Linked DNA regions of Lactuca sativa: region 2 is linked to region 1. A link is a contact called in public Hi-C data. All regions are on one chromosome and are shown on one strand. Each heading gives the region's core, a stretch centred on a gene start, on an enhancer-like site or on the middle of the called end of the contact. The rest is flanking DNA. Distances are from core to core; before and after follow the strand shown. Region 1 holds the start of LOC111882617 (nifU-like protein 1, chloroplastic). Region 2 holds the start of LOC111920377 (galactinol synthase 2).

Evidence for each region. Hi-C and Micro-C count contacts between places; a contact is called where the count stands out from the background.
Region 2: a contact with region 1 is called in a Hi-C map of leaf, with 7 times the contacts expected there. The contact joins the promoter of LOC111920377 here to the promoter of LOC111882617 in region 1. A contact is called at or near these places in 2 of 4 Hi-C or Micro-C datasets (both in leaf).

Annotation. Positions count from the first base shown.
Region 1 is chr9:3,354,536-3,361,091 of Lsat_Salinas_v11, forward strand. It overlaps LOC111882617 (nifU-like protein 1, chloroplastic), which reads left to right and starts at 3,750. Exons shown (of 3, transcript XM_023878989.3): 1 at 3,750-4,157; 2 at 4,468-4,604; 3 at 4,694-5,074. The coding sequence starts at 3,836. The coding sequence ends at 4,885.
Region 2 is chr9:3,605,120-3,611,675 of Lsat_Salinas_v11, forward strand. LOC111920377 (galactinol synthase 2) reads left to right here and starts at 2,892. Exons shown (of 3, transcript XM_023915942.3): 1 at 2,892-3,375; 2 at 3,465-3,785; 3 at 3,869-4,418. The coding sequence starts at 3,058. The coding sequence ends at 4,231.

The DNA.
Region 1 (6,556 bases), core at 2,500-4,999:
GAGTTATTCCGGTTTAAGTACTCACTTTGTTTTTTTTTTTTTTTTTTTTTTTTTTTTTTTTTTTTTTTTTTTTTTTAAATCTTAACCAAAATCATACTTCAGTTTTGAAATTAATTTCGTCCCCTTGTTCATGAACTTGACGGTCACTATTTAAAAATGAAAGACAATGTTATACTTCGAAAATATCATAATGCATAACATTCCATAAGAAGTAAATATTTAAAACTATAGATTCATTAGCGAATAAAAAGCTGAAAATATAAATATTCATCGAATATAACAATCATAAACAACCAAAATTGTCTTAAACATCCTTTAAGGCAACCTAGTATAGTATTGTTTTATTCAAAGTACAATTTTTAGTTAGTAACAACCAAAACTAACAAAATTACCAACAGTCCAACATTAAATAATCATAATTAATATGCTATATATTAAAAGAATAGAGTCAAATGTTAGTAAGATAACATATAAAGAGTAAGGATGGTTAAGTAAATCTCATTTATTCATCTTTTTAATAATCATTAAGAAAAAAAAAAACAAATTTTGACTTCAATTTTCATATGCAGACCTCACATTGGTTGGCATAATATTCACAGGCGATTGCATAGCTGCAAGACATACTCAAAACTTTTAAGTAAGTATCTACACCTTGCTATAAGTAATCCAAGCAATTACTTTCATATCCATTAACATAAATCATCAGATACAATAATAATAAAACGTTGGTGCACCTTTTACAATCATCAGTTTCCTTTTTATATTTTTTTAAAGAGGTTAAAATCACACAAACAATATTATAAATTATCAAACAAACAATGGTACATTTCTATTTCTTACATATAGATAAAGTAAAACTACATATATGGGCCTTGTTTATTAATATTTGCAGGAATGGTCCATAGATTTAAATGCTTCTGTTTGGCAAGAATTGTAAATAGAAATGAGTACAAATAGTTTTTAGGCATTGTTAAGTACAAATACGATGAAATTACATTTTACAGTAAAAAAATATAGTGAAATAAAAATATAATACCTAAATGATACCTTGAATTTGGGAGGAATAACGGTTAAATACAGAAAAATCAACAAATTACAAATAAAAGTAATAATGATAGTTATTTATTATATTTTTAATGGCATTTTTTCATGGTATAACAAATACACACAAAGAAATTGTCACTATATTAAAATGTCATTTCATATGTAAAAGAAATAAGGACATTTTTCTTGTTTGTTTTTTTTTACACAGGATATTGACATAAGCGTATGCAAAAAGTAGGTTGTCCAATCATAAATTAAGTTATTTGTTATAAGATTTTATAAAAAGGCAAAAATGTCCTTTTTCTATTAAAAAAATAATGGCAAAATTTTTCTTAGTTTAACACATAAACATAAATAAAACAATGAATATGTAAATGAAAGAAAGACAAGCAACAAAAAACAAAAGAATAAGAAAATTAATTATTTGATGCCCATAGGTTTAAAGGTTAAGTCATACACCGAATTATGAGCAATGGTGTATATCAGATAGTCAAACAACAAATATAGAATTACAGATAAACATGGCCATTGAAAAACATCCCATGTATATTCATATATCATTAATAATTATCTGTACTTTCTAGTAGTCAATAAAACATAGAAAAGTGATCGAACTTACAAAGATAAACCACCATAAAGTAACAAAGTTAAAAATCACCCAAAGTATTAGTTAATATTTATTCAGAGTTTGTACCTATGTAAAAAAAAAAAAATGCCAGAAATGGTCGTTATTTTTACATACAATCAACTATTGAAACAAAAGAAACAATATGTATACAAAAATTAACATCATTTTTTTGAAAGCCATAAAAAAATATGTATTTATTCACAGGAAGTACAACTATATAAAGTTTGATCCCCTAAATTGATTGAGTAGAGGAACACACTCAATCTGACCATTATACCCCCAATCCTATAATATACACCACCATACATAGTATAATGTTATATCTGGACAGTAACATAAATTAGGTTGCTATTTAATGCATTTGGAACACTTAAATCATGTTATATCTTTGACAGGAGGTTTCATAGTTGCAAGACATAAATCATTTCAAAGTACATTGTTATATTAAGGTAGAGAAAAAAAGAAAAAAAATATACTTTATTTTAACACAACATATAAACAACAACTATTAAAGTAACTTTTGGTGCAGCAAGTATATAAACTTTATGCCAATTTAATCAACAATAATCATACTAGAACACAGAAACACATCAAAACTTATTGTCAAAGTAGAGCATAATTACTTATATTCCATTCCTTAATCTATTACCTCCTTAATCGAAATTTGCCACACACTTTAAGAAAATTACTATTTTACCAATTCTAGTGTTTATGCTATGTGATATATGCCCTTTTTTAATCAATATTTCTATTTACTTTCAAAACACACATCAACACACCACATACTTTCGACAATCTTTTTACACAATGTATTTTAGATAAAATAAAATGACTGATTTGAAAAAAAAAAGCGTAATCAAAATGCTTATGGAAACTGTGTATGTCTATGTGTGTGTTTTTGTGTTTTAACAACGTGTATATACCTTTCCTTTACCACATACATGTTTAGAGGATAGTACATCATAATCGTAACAGAAGGAGAAGAAGAAAGAAATATAAATTAACAACAGAATTTAGATCACATAAACAGAAATCGGTGAACAATTATTTGTTTTATACTCACCGGAAGGATTCAAATGTGTGAATAGTTTGCAGAGATGAAAAATTATCGATCAAGAAAGTGAACGAAGACGAATGTTAAAATGTGTGAATGAATGAGGCATATAAGAAAGGAATAAATGGGTTGTCGTTTCAAACTTTATGATAAGATTACATATGCTGATTTATTGCCTAATATTGCTCAATTCAAATAATTACATTAATTTTTGTTGATTTGTTGGGATATTTCTATTGTTTCTAATTTAAATTTAAACCCTTAATGTTCAGGAATGGATTTAAGAAGGAATAGGCGGGAATAGATTGAATAATGTAATACCTTCCGAGATTTAAAGGGTAGAATGGCAGAATTGGAATTTCAGTTTGATAATTTGGACGGGAAAAGATGATGGGGTGGCTGAGCAATTTTGTACTATTTTATTAGGTTAGAAGATTTGACATTTATTTATTATTATTATTATTATTATTTTGGATATGCGTATATAAATCATGGTTGTCAAAATCGCGATCCTGATCGTAGGATCGTACGATCCTACGATCCTAGGTGTGAAAAACGATCCGGATCGTAAAAGAATCGTATTTGGGGTAGGATCGCAGGTAGGATCGTAAGATCGTAGGTAGGATCGTAGGATCGAGATCCGATCCGATCCTACCTTCCTTTGATTTTTTTTTCTTTTTTTTTTGCAAATGAATATTTGTTACCACTTTATATCTTTTACCCTTTACCAATCTATCATTTATCATTTTTTATTGTGACTTATGACTAATATTTTGAAGTTCTTATAATTTTTGAACGAAAAATTAAATGTTTGAAATATTTTTCATGATTAAATATTATAAATTAAAATTATATTATATTTTGTGGGATCTTAGGATCTCGATCCCGATCTTACGATCCCGATCTTGCAAACCCAAAAACGATCCTAGGTAAGATCCCGATCTTGACAACCTTGATATAAATTCGAATTATTGTGAATTATGTATTTTTCTTTTTTTCTTTATCGCATTGAAGTTTTTATTTTATTTTTTATTTTTATAGAAACGGCGTCTTTGGTGTGACGGATTCTTCCCCGGCGGTGTAGGGTGGTCATAACCTAACCAATAACCATGGCATTAGCAACACCGATTCTGATGTCTCATCCTCAATTCCAAACGTCGTTCTTCACAAAGAGCAACAACCAAGTTACTCCCTCACCCGTATCCATCCTAATCAGAAACAGAATACAGATGGTGGTTCCTCAAAGTCAAAGGTATATCATAACCGTCAAGGCCATGGCCGGTGGTGGACTATACTCTGCTCAGCAATTCGAACTCACTCCCCAAAACGTCGATACCGTTCTCGATGACGTGAGGCCATACCTCATTGCCGATGGCGGAAACGTGGACGTTGTATCCGTTGAAGATGGCATCGTTTCTCTTAAGCTACAAGGTTGGTTTTAGGGCTTTTTTTCTTTCTCATATTTCAATCGATTTTCTGGTTGACGAATTGCACTCATCTACTATTTCCATTGTTCAGGAATTTCTTATTTAACCCTAATAGATTAACACGTATGGTTTCTCAATGTTAGCCTCATTCATAAGACGAATCTTCATTGGAACACGAAATTGATGCAAATAATTGTGGTTTAAAGTTGTTAAATGCGTTAGTCTGATAAAATGACCCGATTCTGGTTATCCCCTTTGAAAGGCACATCCAAACACACCTTAAAAGTAAGCAATTGAAATATGATTTGAATCAGGGGCGTGTGGAAGCTGTCCAAGCTCAACAACAACCATGAAGATGGGGATCGAAAGAGTGCTGAAAGAAAAATTCGGAGATGCTGTGAAGGATATCGTTCAAGTATTTGATGAACAAGCTGCTGCAACAAGCGTTGAGGTAAAGTTTTTGAATTGTTGTTGTATGTAAAGAATAGTTTTATAGGAATGATATTAATATATATGAGATTGAATGGTGTGCAATTGCAGGCAGTGAATGGGCATCTTGAAATACTGAGACCAGCCATAGCCAACTTTGGTGGAAGTGTGGAGGTGGTGTCAGTGTCTGTGGAAGATGGGGAATGCGTTGTCAAGTATACTGGGCCCGACTCAATTGGATCGGGAGTCAAAGCAGCAATCAAGGAGAAGTTTCCAGACATTCAGAATGTCTTCTTCACATAGACTCTATGTTGCTGCTTGCTGTTGCTGTTATAGCTTCATGGGAGAAGCAGCTAAACTCTTGGTGTATCTTAAATCTAAAAATATACCCTTATGTATTTCTATTTCTCTTAGTTTGTTGCGTATGTAAATATGCATATACACCATCATACTATAATATATATATTGGCCAAAGTATGCTTCTCTGTTTAAGTGCATCTGTAGTTTATGATTGAGATGCTTATATTTTCATGTAACTTATAAATAAGAAACTCGATGTTTAATTATCTACATATGAGATGATTTAGATTAATTTAATGAAATAATTACATCTATGTATTAGTCAAAGACATGAGTTCAAGATAAACATATTTAGTTAGTGTAAGTTTAGAAACGAGAATAGGATATATCGATCATTTATATGGAGATATTCTAGCCTTCTAGGAGCCATTGATTGGGTCTGTGTAGCAACACATGGAAAGCATGTGAACGATTTCTGAAGGTAAGGATTATACTTATAGTGGGTCATGTTTATGGCTGCAGAGAGATGGAATTTTGAATAATGTCTAAACCAATTAAAAAGATTCTTTTAACTTTTTCTATCATCCATTTTAATTCAACTTCAAGTTAATTTACCTACCATAACTTCATTTGATTTTTTTTCCCTCTTTGAATCGGCTGGAAATAAAAGATTTAGGAGATGTTTTTAAATTATAATTCACATTAAGGGGGTGTTTGGCTTATCTTTTTAGAGTTGTGTTTTGGTGTTTTGGTGTTCAGTGACCTCATTTTGCTCAAGAGTTCTAGCGGCTGATAAATTTTGAACAATTTGTTTCTTTTCACAAAAACCTTCAGTAGAGTTTATAGTTACATTTTAAACTCCGTGTCGTGAACTTATGAGTTGCTTGAATTCCATATCATATAACACTTCACTCTGTTTGACCAAGGACATGATCTCATCAGCTTCATCCCTTTTGTTGCATAAAAACATTACCATGTAAACCTTGAAAACTCATCAACAATGACTAATGAGTATCTTTTACCACCATGAGACTCAACGGGAACAGTGTCAAATAAGTCCATATGAAAAATATGAAATGGTTCAGTGATGGAAGAACATAACATTGTTTTAAAGAAGACTTGGTTTTTTCCCTTTTTCACATGTAACACAAATTTTATACTTAACAAATATTATCTTAGGAATCCCTCTCAGAAACCGATCATTAGCAATTTTAGATATAACCTTAAAGTTAAGATGAAGGAGTCTTTTGTGCCACAACCAGTTCAGATAAGATTGTGAATGAGAGAAGAAACAACACCTAAGAGAGTTATCAACGGAGAACATGTGCAGAATATAAATGTCACTACGACGATTCACCGCTAGAACAATGAATTTTTTTGAATTAATGACCCTTCCTTCATGCTTGTTGAAATGAACTTCATAGTCAACATCAAATAACTGACTAATTGAGATGAGATTATGCTTTAAACCCTCCACATAAGATACATTTGAGAACTGAACAAACTTACACTTGATTGTACCAAAACCTTTTGTTTTTCCTTTGTTAGTGTTTCCATATGTGACTGCATGGCCATCCTTCTTCACATAATCCTCCAGAAGAGACTTGAATCCTGTTATATGTCGAGAGCATCCACTGTCGAGATACCATATATGCTCTTGAACCTGCACCACTT
Region 2 (6,556 bases), core at 1,642-4,141, 250 kb after region 1:
CCTCTGGTAATCTCATTTATGCAACATCCCAAACACCATCAGGACAAGGATCATCTTTTTGTCATTTCTAACCACTACAACTTATGGACATCCTTTCTATTAACATAGATGAAGATGATTACTTTTCCTATCATACTAGTAAGCCTTTTGCTTCTTCACCTTCTGGTAACCCCAACAAAAGGGCTAAACCCTCGACTCCTAGACCTCGAGCTAATAGTGCCTCACCTAATCCCATTTTAGTGCCTCACCTAAAGCTTCTATTATTGTTGACGATTTAGCACCAGAGATGCAAAAAGCTCTACGACATTTGACTTAAAGGATAACAATTCCTCAATGTTTAGAGAAGTTAGAGTTGCTTGATTTAGATTTTAGGCACAGTTGACCCTCTACAATTTGTTGTATATAACATTTTTGCAGGGACCATGAGTATGAGAGATATGTGGGTAAATTTGCCTAATGATCCACATATATTAAGAGGATGGATCGAGATGACTGCTACAAGTTTAGGAGTTTTAAAGGGTGGAAGGATTTTCCATTAGGTTTACATATTTGTGTTGTTGAGGTTTAATTGCATGTGTTGGAACTACGTGATTATGTTTTTGCTATCATAATTTGGTTATTTGGTACTTCAATTTTAATTATGTTATTTAGTACTTGAATTTTATGTTATTTGGTACTTGAGTTTTATGTTATGTTATTTGGTACTTCAACTTTATGTTATGTTATCTGGTACTTGAATCTTTTGTTATTTGGTACTTATGTTGATTAATAGGTTCCTAATGAATGACAGCAAGAAGATACTTCTCATAATTCTAATGTACTTGTACGTCCGCTATTTTTGGAAGACTGGTGTGAAACGAGTGCGGGACAATGATTCGAAAATGACAGGACATGAATTTACTTTAGAGTTACTTCACTGTAATCCTTTACAATGTGTTGAAGTATTACGCATGTCCCATGAATCTTTTGTGTGACTATGTGCTCATTTTAGAGTAAATTACGCGTTAAAGGATAGCAAACATGTATCGGTTGAGGAAAAGATGGCTATGTTTTATATGATGATCGGTCATAACCAACGTTACGTGATTATCAAACGAAGATTTCAACACTCAAAGCAAACAATTCATAATTTTTTTCATGAAGTGTTTGACAAAATGTTGTTTTTCACACACGGCATCATAGCACCAACTTCTTTTAATCTGAATCCAAACATTCTGGACATAATAGGAGGCTATGACGGGTTTTCAAATGAGCAGTTAGTACACTTGATGGCACTTTGATACATGTCTCTGCCAACAAACGAGATTTATATAGAAGTAGGGGAAAGACGATTGTTATCAACATGTATTGGCAATTTGTGACTTCAACATGATCTTTGCGTTTGTTGTGGCCAGTTGGGAATGGATAGCATATGATTCTAGAATATTATCAGAAGCATTAGAAAATCCACATGCACCATTCTCGTTTCCACAATCAAGTAAGTTTATGATTATTTAAATAGTTTTATCTTAAATTAAATGATTTTTTTTTTGCATTTTTACAGATAAATATTATATTTGTGATGTCGCTTATGCACACATTCGAGGTTTTATGGCACCGTATCGTAATGTGAGGTACTGGCTTGGAGATTTTCGTCAAATACGTGCATTAACCAATAAAGAAAATTTTAACCATGTACATGAAAAACTTCAGAACGTCATTGAGCGTGTTTTTGGTGTCTTGAAAGCATAATTACTCTTGCATGTTTCGCGCTTCATGCTATTATAAGAAAAGGACTACGTGATGAACATTTTACACGATATGATAAACCAAATGTCTCGGTTCAAAATAACAATATAGACGTTGATGATGATGAATATGAGATTCCAACACATGGTACTGCATCGGACCATGAATATATTTGATCCAGATATGGGATGAAATTGTCGAGTAGTTAATGTAAAATATGGAATAAGAATTATTGAAGTGTGGTTGTATGAATTTAATTTCAAATTATTATTGTAAGACTAATTCGGTTTATAAAATCAGTTTATTTTAATTTTTTAATATCTGCAGCAGTATGTAGATGTTAAAAAAACAAACACACTTCTTACTACATTCTGTTGCAGTTTAGTCTACTTTTTCGTTAAAAAGAATTGCAGAGGTAGTCTGCAAACTTTATGATTTTTTAATTCAAAAATACAAACAATTTAGTTTCACCCAAAGTTGTAAAAATCGTTCGACGTTAGCTAGTCGGTGGACTGGGGTTAAGAGATTAATCGGCTAGGCGGAGATTATTCAGGGGATTAATCCGGGACCATTAATTGCTAATTTGTTAGATTTTAAAAAATTAAATATGACTAATATCATATAAAAGTTCGTAAATACCACTGATATCATAACAAAATAGGTTAGTATGATAAATACAACATTAATAGTACCTCAAAAGGTTTCTATTGAGATATAACTTCTTCAAAGTGTTAAAATTTCATTAGTCTCTATTGTTTCACTCATCTGTGTATGTAAGGATTAATCGCTAGACGCCCTCTAATCGGTCGAGTAGCGCCTAGGGATTAATCGGGACATAATCGGGATTTTTACGACATTGGTTCCACCATGTATTCTTTTTATTTTCGAACATCCATTTTAAGAACCTTATATTCTTTTTATTTTCGAACATGATCGACATATTTAATTTTGTTACAAAAGTTATTCATAATTTTAAATACTAAATTTAATCAAACCTAGGAAACGAGGATACAGGGTGCACCGACACAAGTCAAACATATATGATCCCAGACCTTCTAGCCTGTTCCAAACTACTCTACACTACTTCTGAATTCTCCCGTTGTCTCTTTCTCGAGAAACTTCTCGGTAACCATCTCTGCACCGTACGATCACAACCATTGCTACGTGTAAACCGATTACAGGATTCCGGTTGAGTAAACTTAACCTGTATTGCCACTTATCTTATATAACTACCTCCTTCCTCCACAACCTTAAATCAGTCTTCTACCTGCTTTTCACTTCTCTTAATTTCTTGAATCCTTGCTTCCCTTGTTTCTCAGTTGTTCAAGAATGGCTCCGGCAGCCGTGAATCTTGATATAATACCAACGGCTTCGAATTCCAAGAAGAGGGCGTATATAACGTTCTTGGCAGGAAATGGCGACTACATAAAGGGTGTCGTCGGATTGGCCAAAGGGTTAAGGAAGGTTAACTCCGCGTATCCTCTTGTCGTGGTGGTTCTTCCCGACGTTCCGGAGGAGCACCGTCGTATCCTGGAGTCTCAAGGTTGCATCGTTATAGAAATTGAACCAGTTTACCCACCGGAAAGTCAGACTCAATTCGCCATGGCGTATTACGTCATCAACTACTCCAAGCTCCGCATCTGGAAGGTATGGGTTACACGTGTCTCTTTTACATTTCATACGTGGCATTAATATGATTTCGCACGTGGATTGAATCTTTTAGTTTTATGTTGCAGTTTGTGGAGTACGGGAAGATGATATACTTGGATGGAGATATCCAGGTGTTTGATAACATTGACCATCTGTTTGACCTGCCGGACGGCCACTTTTACGCGGTGATGGACTGTTTTTGCGAGAAGACGTGGAGCCATTCGCTGCAATACCAGATTGGGTATTGCCAGCAGTCTCCGGAGAAGGTCCAGTGGCCGGCCGACATGGGTCCGAAACCGTCTCTCTTCTTCAACGCCGGCATGTTTGTTTTTGAACCAAGTATCACTACCTATGATGATCTGCTAAAGACCCTCAGCGTGACCCCTCCCACCCCTTTCGCTGAACAGGTACGTAATTAATAGTCGTTGCCAACAAATCTTCCGGTGATTGTGATTAACTAATTAACAAAATTCGTCTTAATTAATTGCAGGATTTTTTGAACATGTACTTCAAGGATATCTACAAGCCAATCCCTCTGGTGTACAATCTTGTTCTTGCGATGTTGTGGCGGCATCCAGAAAATGTAGATGTTGATGAAGTGAAAGTAGTTCATTACTGTGCTGCTGGATCAAAGCCATGGAGGTATACTGGAGAAGAAGAGAACATGCAGAGGGAGGACATAAAGATGTTTGTGAAGAAATGGTGGGATATTTATAACGACAAGTCTCTAGATTGCAATAAAAAATCGATTTTGGCAGCCAGCAGCAACAATACTAATAATGGTGAGATGGTTTTATCGCCGGCACTGATCTCCGACCCTAAAGTACCCGTCTGCGCGCCCTCGGCCGCTTAATTAGCCGGGTCGTCGAGTATATATATATAATGTACTGCTCATAGTTTGTTTTGGGTTGTTGGTTTCACTCCATTTCTTATAATGGATTGTATGGATATGTAAATTAGGAGGTAAAAGGTTTGCTGATTTCTCTTTTTCTCGTTCTTATATATCGTAATCGTAATAATATTGGAATGTTAAGTTTAAAGTTCAGAGGTACCAAGATCTAGTGTACTCTTTTCCGAAAAAAAGATCTTGTGTCCTGATCTTCATGTCAATCTTTAAAGCTCGATGAATGTGACAAGAATCTTTTCATTTGGTAAAGTCTTTTATTGTGACTTCTGAGGGTGTTAAGAAAATCTTTAGGGGTTAATAGGTTATTTTCTTTTCCAAGTTTTTGTTTGATTGATTTGTATTTTTCACCTAGTCGTGTTGATGGATCGTTTTCTTAGTATATATCATACGTGCGCTCAGCAAGGTTGAGGGGTTTTGTAATTGTAGGTGCTCTTTCCATGTACACTAGCAGTTTAATTTGGTAGGTGTTCTGTTTTTTTTTCTTTGAACGGCCACATTTTATAAAGCAAACCTACTAGCTAGAAAATAAAAACACAGAGAAAATGATGAGAAAAGAAAACACTTAGAAAATGATATTATGCTATTTTGGCTACATCTATCTGAAAACAAATTAATCGTAATGAATAACAATTTCTTCTCAGAAGAATAGACTTCTCTTTGGTGATGCGTTGTTTTTCGATGTAATGTGTAATTGTCGACTTGGCATGTTATGGGAAGTTCTATATATAGGAATGAGCTATAATCAAATGTTGGAACTTGGTGATGCCGTGTAAAAGAGAAATTACAAAATATTATTAATTTTATTAAATTTGTGACACATAACATTTGATATGGTAGGATGATAAGTAGATATAAATAGTAGCAGGATATTTAATTTCTCCATGTAAAAATAACATCATTTGGGCCGTATTATCTGTATTTTTGCATTTCGCTAATGAATTTACAAAAAGGATATTAACCAAAATCAGAATTTTTGTAATAGTAAATTGCATAAAAGTAACTATGTTATTATAAATGTTCTATTTTGACATTAAGTTATTTTTTGTTACATTTTATTCACTAAGTTTTCTAACTTTTGCAATAAGCCCCATGACAAGTTGGCATGATATTATTTGGTTACGTGAGGTTGAGGTGACGTGATGTCGCGACATGGTAGTCTTTGGTGACATGTAATGTTGGTATATAACATACATGTTCTCGAGTCTCCTTAACCATGCAACTCCAAATAACATCACGAGTCTATCAAACTGTCGGTTTTTCATGTATAGAGTAGACTGCCACAACTTGCAACAGATCTTCATATGATACCATCTTTGTCTGCAGTTTTGCATATGATATTCATCTTTCCATGAATGATCTAACTCCTTCTGATACACAAAATCATGATCTTGATGTTCCCATTGCTCTAAGGAAGGGTAAGCATTCTTGTACTTACCATATACCTTCTTTTGTATTCTATGCCAAATTGTCTTCTATAAAAACAGTTGGTGAAGCTTTGAACTATTCTGGATAGTGGGATGTTATGATTGATGAGATTTATGCTCTTGATAATAACCATACATGGGGTTTGCTAGACATACCTACGAGTAAAAAGGCGATCAGTTGCAAATTGGTGTTCACGATAAAAGTTTGTCCAAATGGATAAGTCACTCGTGTGAAGGCATGGTTGGTTGCTAAAGGATATGTTCAAACTTATGGTGTATACTACTTTGAGACATTCTCTCATGTGGCTAAGGTATCATACATCTGCTTCTTAATCTAACCAGTTATTACTTGTGATCAGGCTCTTCACCAACTGGACGTGAAGAATGCCTTCATGTATGGTGACTTACATGAAAAAAAAAATTATATTGAGCAATCATCTAGGTTCGTTGCTCGTGGTGAGTGTGGCAGAGTTTGTAGATTGCATAAATCACTATATGGTTTAAATCAATCCTCTCGGGCTTAGTTTGGCTGGTTTATTGTTATGGTGACAGAATTTGGCTTACAAAGAAGCTCTTATGATCATTATGTGTTCTTGACTTGAACGTTTTCCAGATGCATTTTGCTAGTGGTGTATATTGATGACATTGTAATTATTGGGAGTGATGAAATTAGGACCAAGAAGTTGAGAGATTTTCTTACTTCTCAGTTTGAAAAAGAAAAAATAATAAAAATAAAAATAAAAATAAAAAATAAAAACTACATAGAATTTAGGTCTCTTGTACTCGAAGATTGCATGTTTATCCAATGTAAATATTGTTTGGATATTTTGAAGGATTCTGGGATGAT